3 separate regions of the Mus musculus genome follow, and regions 1 and 2 are each linked to region 3. The links are chromatin contacts, called in public Hi-C maps. All regions are on one chromosome and are shown on one strand. Each heading gives the region's core, a stretch centred on a gene start, on an enhancer-like site or on the middle of the called end of the contact. The rest is flanking DNA. Distances are from core to core; before and after follow the strand shown. Region 1 overlaps Pvt1 (Pvt1 oncogene). Region 2 overlaps Pvt1 (Pvt1 oncogene). Region 3 has its middle 310 kb from the start of Pvt1.

Evidence for each region. Hi-C and Micro-C count contacts between places; a contact is called where the count stands out from the background.
Region 1: a contact with region 3 is called in a Hi-C map of liver, with 3 times the contacts expected there. The contact joins two enhancer-like sites. A contact is called at or near these places in 1 of 39 promoter capture datasets (liver), 10 of 484 Hi-C or Micro-C datasets (the AML12 cell line, the G1E-ER4 cell line, the N1E-115 cell line and 2 more) and 1 of 115 datasets of contacts at active chromatin or transcription factors (embryonic fibroblasts).
Region 2: a Hi-C map of liver shows a contact between it and region 3, with 2.5 times the contacts expected there. The contact joins two enhancer-like sites. A contact is called at or near these places in 11 of 484 Hi-C or Micro-C datasets (B cells, the CH12 cell line, the G1E-ER4 cell line and 3 more) and 3 of 115 datasets of contacts at active chromatin or transcription factors (CD8 T cells, extraembryonic endoderm stem cells and pancreatic cancer cells).

The regions. Positions count from the first base shown.
Region 1 is chr15:62,211,360-62,214,059 of GRCm38.p6, reverse strand. All of the region lies in intron 2 of Pvt1 (Pvt1 oncogene), which reads right to left. Among named protein-coding and RNA genes, the nearest start is that of Pvt1, 170 kb to the right of the region's middle. Within about 2 kb of position 1,324, at least 24 of the 459 cell types and tissues checked have an H3K27ac peak or open chromatin away from gene starts, as enhancers often do. A contact at or near this core is called in liver, where this site is marked.
Region 2 is chr15:62,161,200-62,163,899 of GRCm38.p6, reverse strand. All of the region lies in intron 1 of Pvt1 (Pvt1 oncogene), which reads right to left. Among named protein-coding and RNA genes, the nearest start is that of Pvt1, 120 kb to the right of the region's middle. Within about 2 kb of position 1,324, at least 20 of the 459 cell types and tissues checked have an H3K27ac peak or open chromatin away from gene starts, as enhancers often do. A contact at or near this core is called in liver, where this site is marked.
Region 3 is chr15:62,344,768-62,347,531 of GRCm38.p6, reverse strand. No RefSeq gene overlaps it. Among named protein-coding and RNA genes, the nearest start is that of Pvt1, 310 kb to the right of the region's middle. Within about 2 kb of position 1,456, at least 3 of the 459 cell types and tissues checked have an H3K27ac peak or open chromatin away from gene starts, as enhancers often do. A contact at or near this core is called in liver, where this site is marked.

The DNA.
Region 1 (2,700 bases), core at 75-2,574, 130 kb after region 3:
CACCGATGCTCAGAAGAATTGCACACAACCAAGTCAGAGAGGAAGAAATGCATTTGACAAGAGGCCAAGGGGAAGAAAGATTGCCATGACCATGAAGAGGGGCTTGGGGTAGCCCAGCCAAACTCCCAGCAAGCAAGGCTCAGCTCCTCTCTACACTCACCTATTCTCCTGCTCCTCCACAGAAGGGCCCTGAGCACACAGAATCAGCAGCAGCAGCATGCGCTGTTCTCATCCCTTGGCTGAAGACACTGAGGAGAAAAGGAAATTTATCTTTCCTTTTCAAAACGGATCCAAGTGAGATATGCATGGTCAACAGAAGGGTGATATAATTACTAACCAGGCAATTTTACTTCTGAGACCTCCGCACTTGAGTTTGTTAACATGTTATCTTCCATCTTAGCCCACAGTCCCAACAATAACTTCACTGCAGCCTCCTCAGCCTCCCCTTAGTTGGTCTCAGTCCCATAAAGGTAACGGTCATACCGCTTCCCACTGCAGCATCCTTGTAACCAGAGACGGTCCAGGCAGGGGGCAAGGAAAGAATAAGACTAGGTAAGCATCAGTACTGCTCATGCTCAAATAAAGACATGGGCTTGGGACTCCCACTGAAGCCTGGTACCCAAAGGAGCATCCATGGGCATTTTGAACCAAGTCCACATGGTCAAACAACAGAGTATGTTTACTCCATGAGAAAGTCTTCATCTGAAGACTTCCACATGGGCATCTGCAGGTCATAGCACCAGAACCTTCTTTTCTACAAAAGCCACAGCTGTCCCCTAATATAGCTTTTATATAGTTTTTTTTTTTAACTTGGTACTGACCAGGACTTGATCATCCTAGCAACTCATGTCAGAACCTTACATTGACAGATCCATGTATATAACATAAAGTGTTCTGCAGAGGAAGGAACGGGATACAGTAGAGAGCATGCTACTGTTGGATGTGTTGGATATCAGTGGGTTAAACCACAGGATCTTCTCTTGTCAGGGAGACATGGCAGTGTTTGGAGACCTTTTCATTCACAGTTCATAGCCACCATGACAAGGAAATGACCGCTGTCTTGTCTTTACAGAATACAGGTGAACCTGGTGTTTGGAAAGGTTTAAGTTAAGCCCAGGTATTGGGACTCTGGGACTCCAAGTCACAACAAATGCTCAATAAATATTACCTGCTGCTTCTAGTTATTGCTGTTGTTCTTAAAGAAACACACTTGATAGGTATTTGAACTGCACCAATTTACTCTGAGTAACTTGCCCTTAAGTCAGTGTACAGTGTGAGCAGCAGAGGCTTCCAAAAGGCCAAAGGCTCTGCTGAATTTCAAGGTCAGTGCTGTGTCCACAACTGCCATGCTACCAGTCACCCATGCCAAGGATCCTCCCACACTCCAGACTTGTAGCCAGGAAACAACAGACATACTTCCTGCAATTCCTTGGTGGTTCTTTGTGCGGCTTTTTGAAGCTTTTGTGTTCTCTAATGTGCTGGGCTGGGTGGACAGCGCCATCATGATCAAAGACCCAGCTGGCAGGTATGCCAACCCCGTATACGCTGCCAGCCACCAGGCACCAGCTGCCAGCTGCCAGCCACCAACCACCAGCCACCTGCCACTGGATCCAGGAAGAGTCAAGGGGGGAGGTATTAGGCTTCACAACGGCTCCAGGTGCTATCCCAGCCACAGGCTCTGCCTTGCAACAGCTGAAGTGTGCCTATTCCAGGTGTGCCAGGCAGGAGCTGACATTCAAGCAGCTCCTAGACCAGCAGTGGCTGGCAGATCACTGGCAATGTGATGGCTTAAGGAAACTTAACCTTCTGACTGGGACAAATGAGTTCAAGAGGGCCCGAAGGGAGAGTGCAGCATCCTTCCACAGGCCCAAGTTCACAAGTGCCATACTTAGTCCCAGGCAGGTTGGGGCCAAGGGGTTCTAAGATAACCATCACTGAAGCATATGCTAGTGAAAGGCTATGTTGTATTACATGAGGAATTCTGCAAGAAATTGGGCCGGAAAGGGCTCAGAACATCTATGGTGGTTTGAATGAGAAATAGTCCCCATGACCTGAGGCATTTGAATGCTTGGTCTCCTGGTGCAGTTTGGGGGACATTTATGAGGTTTGGACTTTTGAAGGAAGTGTGTCATTAGTAAGCTTTGAGAGTAAAGGGACCTGAGTCATTTCTAGCTCCCCGTACCCCTTCTCATTGTGTTTGCAGATCGAAATGTGATCCTTCATATCCTGTCCCTGCCTTTGCTGTGCCACCGCAGATGGACTCTCACCCTCTAGAACCGTAGGCCCCAATATATGCTATTTCCTCTGCGTTGCTTTGGTCATGGTATTTTATCACAGTAATAGAAAGGTAACTACCGCATTCTATGTTCATAGCTCCTAGTAGAACAGATACCCATTTGCATTAAGTGTCAAAAAAGGGAATGGGGAACTTCCTAGAACTCAGATGCTTGCTGAATCTGCCTCTGGGAACCCCAGAGACCTTCATGGAGAAATTCTGGGTGTCAGCTATTCCTCTAATCACCCTGAAAATCTTGAAGATGTATATCACAGCATCTGCTTTATCAGTTAGATGGATAAGGAAAGTCTATTGGCTGTCACATTTTCCACATAGAAGAAACATTTATAGATAAGAAAAAAAAAATCACCTAAGGTCAAATGGCAAACCAGGCTCTAACACAGGAGCTCATTTCTTATTTTTTA
Region 2 (2,700 bases), core at 75-2,574, 180 kb after region 3:
TGATTGGATGAAAAAGAGATGACAAATAATTCTCTACCTCCATGCCTATATATGATAATTAAGCATGGATGAAACCCTAAAGCCCTAAAAACGACTCAGGATATGGGAAACGGACAAACTCAGAAAGCATCAAAGGGCAAGTTGAAGAAAGCAACCTTGCTGGGCATGGAGGTACACACTCAGAATCTCCATCCCAGGAAGGCAGGGAAGCAAGTCTTAGGGGTTCGCTGGCCAACCCATCTAACATAATTAGTGAGCTCCAGACCGATTCGAGAAGCTGTTTCAAAGAAAGTGATGGCATTCCTGAAGACAATACTCTTAAGTTATCCTCTAGCCTCAATACAGATACAGGAACATGGTCTCTAGGGAGAGAAAGCAGATGTGGGTGGATGTGGGTGCAGTCAGCGCCATGTCAGCTTATTGAGCCCTGCAGTATACAGGTGGATCCAACAGTCTCTGATAGCCTCAGCTCTGAGAGGTCCGGGCCTCTCCTTCCTACAGTGTTCAGATAAGAGTAGAAAAAAACCCAGATCTGCATATGAACGGATGCTAACTGATTCCCACAAATGTTCGTGCAACACCTCACAGGGAGGTCTAGATGCGATTTCAAAACTCAGCAACCTGAATTAAGCCTTTTTCTGAAAGGTAACTGAGACCAGCCTCTGCAGTGGGGTGCTTAAGAGCATGGATAAATTTAGGTTCCTGCAAATTGGGGTCCAAGTGGGATTCCAGCCCATCATAGAATCCCGACAGACTGCTGTCTGCATAAAATACAGGCAGAGACAATCAAACCAGAGGTGAGCACTTAACCTAAATCTAGTCCTAATGCCTAGGCAACCAATTCTGTGCCTCTGGCCACATTCAATTTATCTCAGAAACCTGCACTGTTTTTATACCCATAAATGGGGACCTTCTGGTATCTTTTCTCCTGAGCAGGCTGATTACCCCCCCCCCCAAGATTTTACAGACCATGTACATATAATGTATAGCAAGGGCATATACAGGCAAGAGTTTCACCTTGTGGCTTCCAGGGGCAACCGACGTCTAGTTCTTCCCTGCATAATGGTATCTGTTTATCAGGTCTGTATCCTAGTATAGGTATATTTCAAAGCTGATTAAATTGGGCTGAGAAGATCTAACTCATAAAAAATAAAAGTGATTTCTCTCCAAAACTCCAGGGCCAAGAGTACAGGAGGCAGGAGTCCTTCTTAATTTGTTTAGGCCATGGTTCAATAGCTGCTTTTGGAACGAGCCAGGGCTCTGTGGGTAACTGGCAAATGGCAAGAGGTTCCCTGACTACTTACTTGCTGTTCAGTCCAGTGACTTTCTCTGAAATGGGAAAGCAGGCCAGTGAAGGTAACTTACCCACAGAGGGCAAAGGGAGCACCTAACCAACGCTGGGGGGGTGACAAGAATGGAATTTGCCCCCTGCGTGCTTCAGTGTGCAGCTTCCAGGTCCTGTTGGGGCCTCTGCAGCGCTGAGGTGCTGTTGACAACCCACAGGAGACACCCTGCCTCTCCCTGTTCCGTGGAGGAAGACAAGCACGCCGAGGCTGGCTTTCTCAAGAGCGGACCAGGTGAGGAAAGGCTTGCTATTCCATCTTCAACACTCTCACCTGCTGGGAATTTCCTTTGGCAAGACTATCAAAGGACTGCTTCTCCTTTTACTCTTTGTCTCTCAGGAGTCCCCGGCAAATGCCCCTGAGCCTGTAACAGCCTGTCTTCTCAGCACCCTGGCAATGGGTCAAGAATGCTTCCTGCATGTGACCCATTGTCATGCCTGTATCTCTCATGGTCCTGTCAGGACTAGGCTTAACCCCCACTTTCCAAATGAGGAAATCAAAGCCATGAGAGTCAGGCTCCTTGTCCAAGGTCACCCAGCAGCCTGCCATGGGTTCTAGAAGCTGGGCTCTAGCATTCAACCCTGAAAGGTCATGGCTATCTCCTTTTCTAGAGTCTTCCTTCCAGTCATAAAGTATTATTGGAATCCCGATTTAATCCCAGGGGTAATGGCTAACATCAATTGCTCATGTAACAGAATCTAGCGTCTCCTCGAGACAAATTTCCAGAAGATCTGTGTGAGAGAGTTTCTAGACTGGGTTAAGTTGAGTAACTTAAATAGTTTAAGGTTAAGAAGGAAGACTCACTCTAAGGATGAACAGAACCATGCCATTGGTCAGGATCCTGAACTAAATGAAACTGATAAAGCAAATAGAAGGCCAGTATAGGCATCGCTCTCTGAATTACAAATACAATGTGATTAGCTACTTCATGCTCCTGCCTCCGTGCATTCCCCACTACGGAGAACCAAACTGTAAGCCAAAAATAAACCCTCCCTTGGCTTTTGTTGGGTATATTGTCACAGTAATAATAATAGTAATAAAAATAAAATTAACTTACATATCAGGCCAGGCAGGGGCTAGGGATACTCCATGGGAAGATGGGAAGAGATATGTCCCATGCTCTCTATGATCACCAATGCAAACTCTTACCCAGCAATCCCCAAGTGATGGATTTGGAAAAGCCTCTCCTAGCAGCGTGGGCCTGGGTTGTTGCCTACTGGCAGAGGTATGCAGGATAAGCTTAGCCTATGAGGTCAAGGAGAGCCGCTGTGAATGCCAGCTGCTCGCTCACCTGCTGCTGGCCCTGCTCGCACTGGCATGCTCTGAGAAGCAAGGAAATACTGAGAAACGGCCCGCA
Region 3 (2,764 bases), core at 207-2,706:
TAAACCTATACACCTTCCCTCATATTAAGGCTAAATGAGGCAACCCAGTAGCAGGATAAGAGTCCCACAAATAGGAAAAAAAGAAAAAAAAACCCTGCTCACTCTATTAGGAGTCCCACAAGAAGATGGACTTGCACACTGTAATTGTGTGTGCAGACATATTTACAGGTCAGACCCATATAGACTACTCCCTGGTTAACAGTTCAATCTCTGTGTGCCTCTTTGAGCCCAGGATAGTTGATTCTGTGAGTTTTCTTGTGGTGTACTTGACCTTTTTGGATCCTACAATCCTCACCACCACCCTCCACACCCTGCCTCTTCTGCAGGGTTCCCAAGCTCTACCTAACGTTAGTCTGTGGTTTTCTAAATCTGTTTCCATCAATTGCTAGATGAAGCCTCTCTAATGACCTAATGACAATTGGGTGGGGCAACAATCTATGAGAATAGCAAATTATCATTAGGAATCATTTCATTGGTTTTGTGTGTGTGTAAGAGAGAGAGAGTTGTGCTTTGTTCTATCCTAGGTCTCTGGGCAATTCAGAATCCAGACTGGTTCCTGGCCCTCCAGGCAGAATCATGGATACAATCCCTCTCATGGCATGCATCTCTAGCTGGACTATTCATTGCTTAACCATTCCCACAATTTCTGCACCACCTTTTCTGTGGCATATCTTGTAAGCAGGACAAATTGTAGGTCAAAGGTTATATGGCTGGGTTGGTGTCACAATACTTCCACTAGACATCTTGCCTGGTTATAGGCAGGAGATGGCCAGTTCACAGCCTCAAGTTTATGGGAATGCCATTTACTTCATACCTGAGCAAGCTTGTAACTTCAGTTTAAGTCTAATAGTTTCACTATTAAAGGGAAGGGTAGTTCCTTCCATTGGATATGAGCCCAAAGGTAAGGGACAGAAAAGTCAGTCTGTATGTCCTTCAGCATTGTTCCCAATACTTACTAAGTGTTCTGTGTCTGTGAGTTGTTCGAACCCGAATCGTCCTTGGCTACCAGGAAAACCTGCAAACCTGGAAGCTACCTGAGTTTCAGAGACTAAAAAGATATTCCAAGCAAATTAATAAAGTTGACAATGGCACAATGGCAATGAGTTAAATATCCCTAATCTCTGAAATGACTGTCTATAAGGAAAAAAATTGAGATGTGACATCCGAAGCTCAAAATTGGGTAACTAGGCACTGCCAGTTTCTGGCTAAGCACCTCAAGCAACTTCAGTGTCATTTCAACAGAAGTTTTCTTGTCTATTCAATAGGGCGCAATCATATTGACTTCAAAGCAAATGAGCTATCAGCCTGTTCAGTGAGCCAGTTGTGAGAACCCAAGCAGCTACTTAAATATTTGTGTCCTTTTCAGAGCCGGGCCACAAAGGTGCCACTGCTGATAACCTGAGACCAACCAAATGCTCCTTGTCCTTTGTGCTGCTACTGGATTCGGTTGCATAATGAGCCCTCATTTCTGAGAAAGGCCAGGTCAAACCATTCAGGCTGTACTCCCAGCATTAGCGCACCCTCCATTCCAGGGAATGTCATTGGCCTGTGTCTCTAACAGCACAGCATTCCAAGAGAATCCTGTTTAACAAAAGCTGGATAGAACAACCAATAGCTGGAATGACGAAGTTCACTGACTACAGATCTTGAGACCTTGGCAATCCGTGTCACCCTCCTCTTTCTCGAAGAGGTCAGTTTCATCAGTTATTGGTTTTGTCTTGATAGAACTCAGAAAATCCCACAAGAACAAATCATAGGTTGTTTTTATCATTTTGTTCCATTTCACCTGTTTGCTTAGCAACCCTGGTAAAAAGCTTTGGGCAAACAGAAACCTTTTAATTCTACTGAGTCCTTACCCAGGACACTTTGGTTGCAGGAGTAACTGAAAAGGGCACCTTCCATTTAGACTTTTCTCATAAGTAAAGCTTCTTTAACATTCCTGTAATGATAAGATAAAATACCTATGACTTTTGCTCTAATAACAAAGAAATTAAAGAGTTTCTAACAGCTGTTTATTCACTCAAGTATGGACCAAATATTCATCAAACAATAGATATAGTTCTTAGCTGAATGTATAACAGAGATTAAAGTAGAATCCTTTTTTTATGGAGGGGAATCCAAATAGAACCTATTCCTCTTGTCCATGGGGAATGGATCCAGATATCCATCTGGACTGGAAACATTCCAGATAACACAAATACCTGATTGCCTAGTATTTGTCCAGTGAACATTGGCTCAATTTCAAGTGCAGATGCACTTACTGATGTAAATGTACAGAAAGAACAAACCTTTAGGAAAACATACAGCTACTTTTTTGTTATTTTTTTATTTACTCCATCAAAAAGAATTAGGACCCTGATGATAAAATAAATGATGGATTATCTAATTCTTTTAAATGCTGCACTATATTAGATACTTCTGTGTTTATTCATTCACTTCTTCAATTAACAATTGTTCATATGGGTATTCTGTGTGTTAGGTACTAAGACTACAGAAATCAAGAAACCCATCTCTTTGCCCTTCTAGACCTTTCATTCTCCTAGACCTAGATAATACCAGTGAAATGATGAGTTCTAGGATGTGAGAATGATGAGGAGAGAAGAAATGCAAATCTTTTGTAATGATTTTTTTATTTATTTTATATATATATATATGAGTGTACTGCGGCTGTCTTCAGACACATCAGAATAAGGCATCAGATCCCATTACGGATGGTTGTGAGCCACCATCTGGTGGCTGAGAATTGAACTCAGGACCTCTGGAA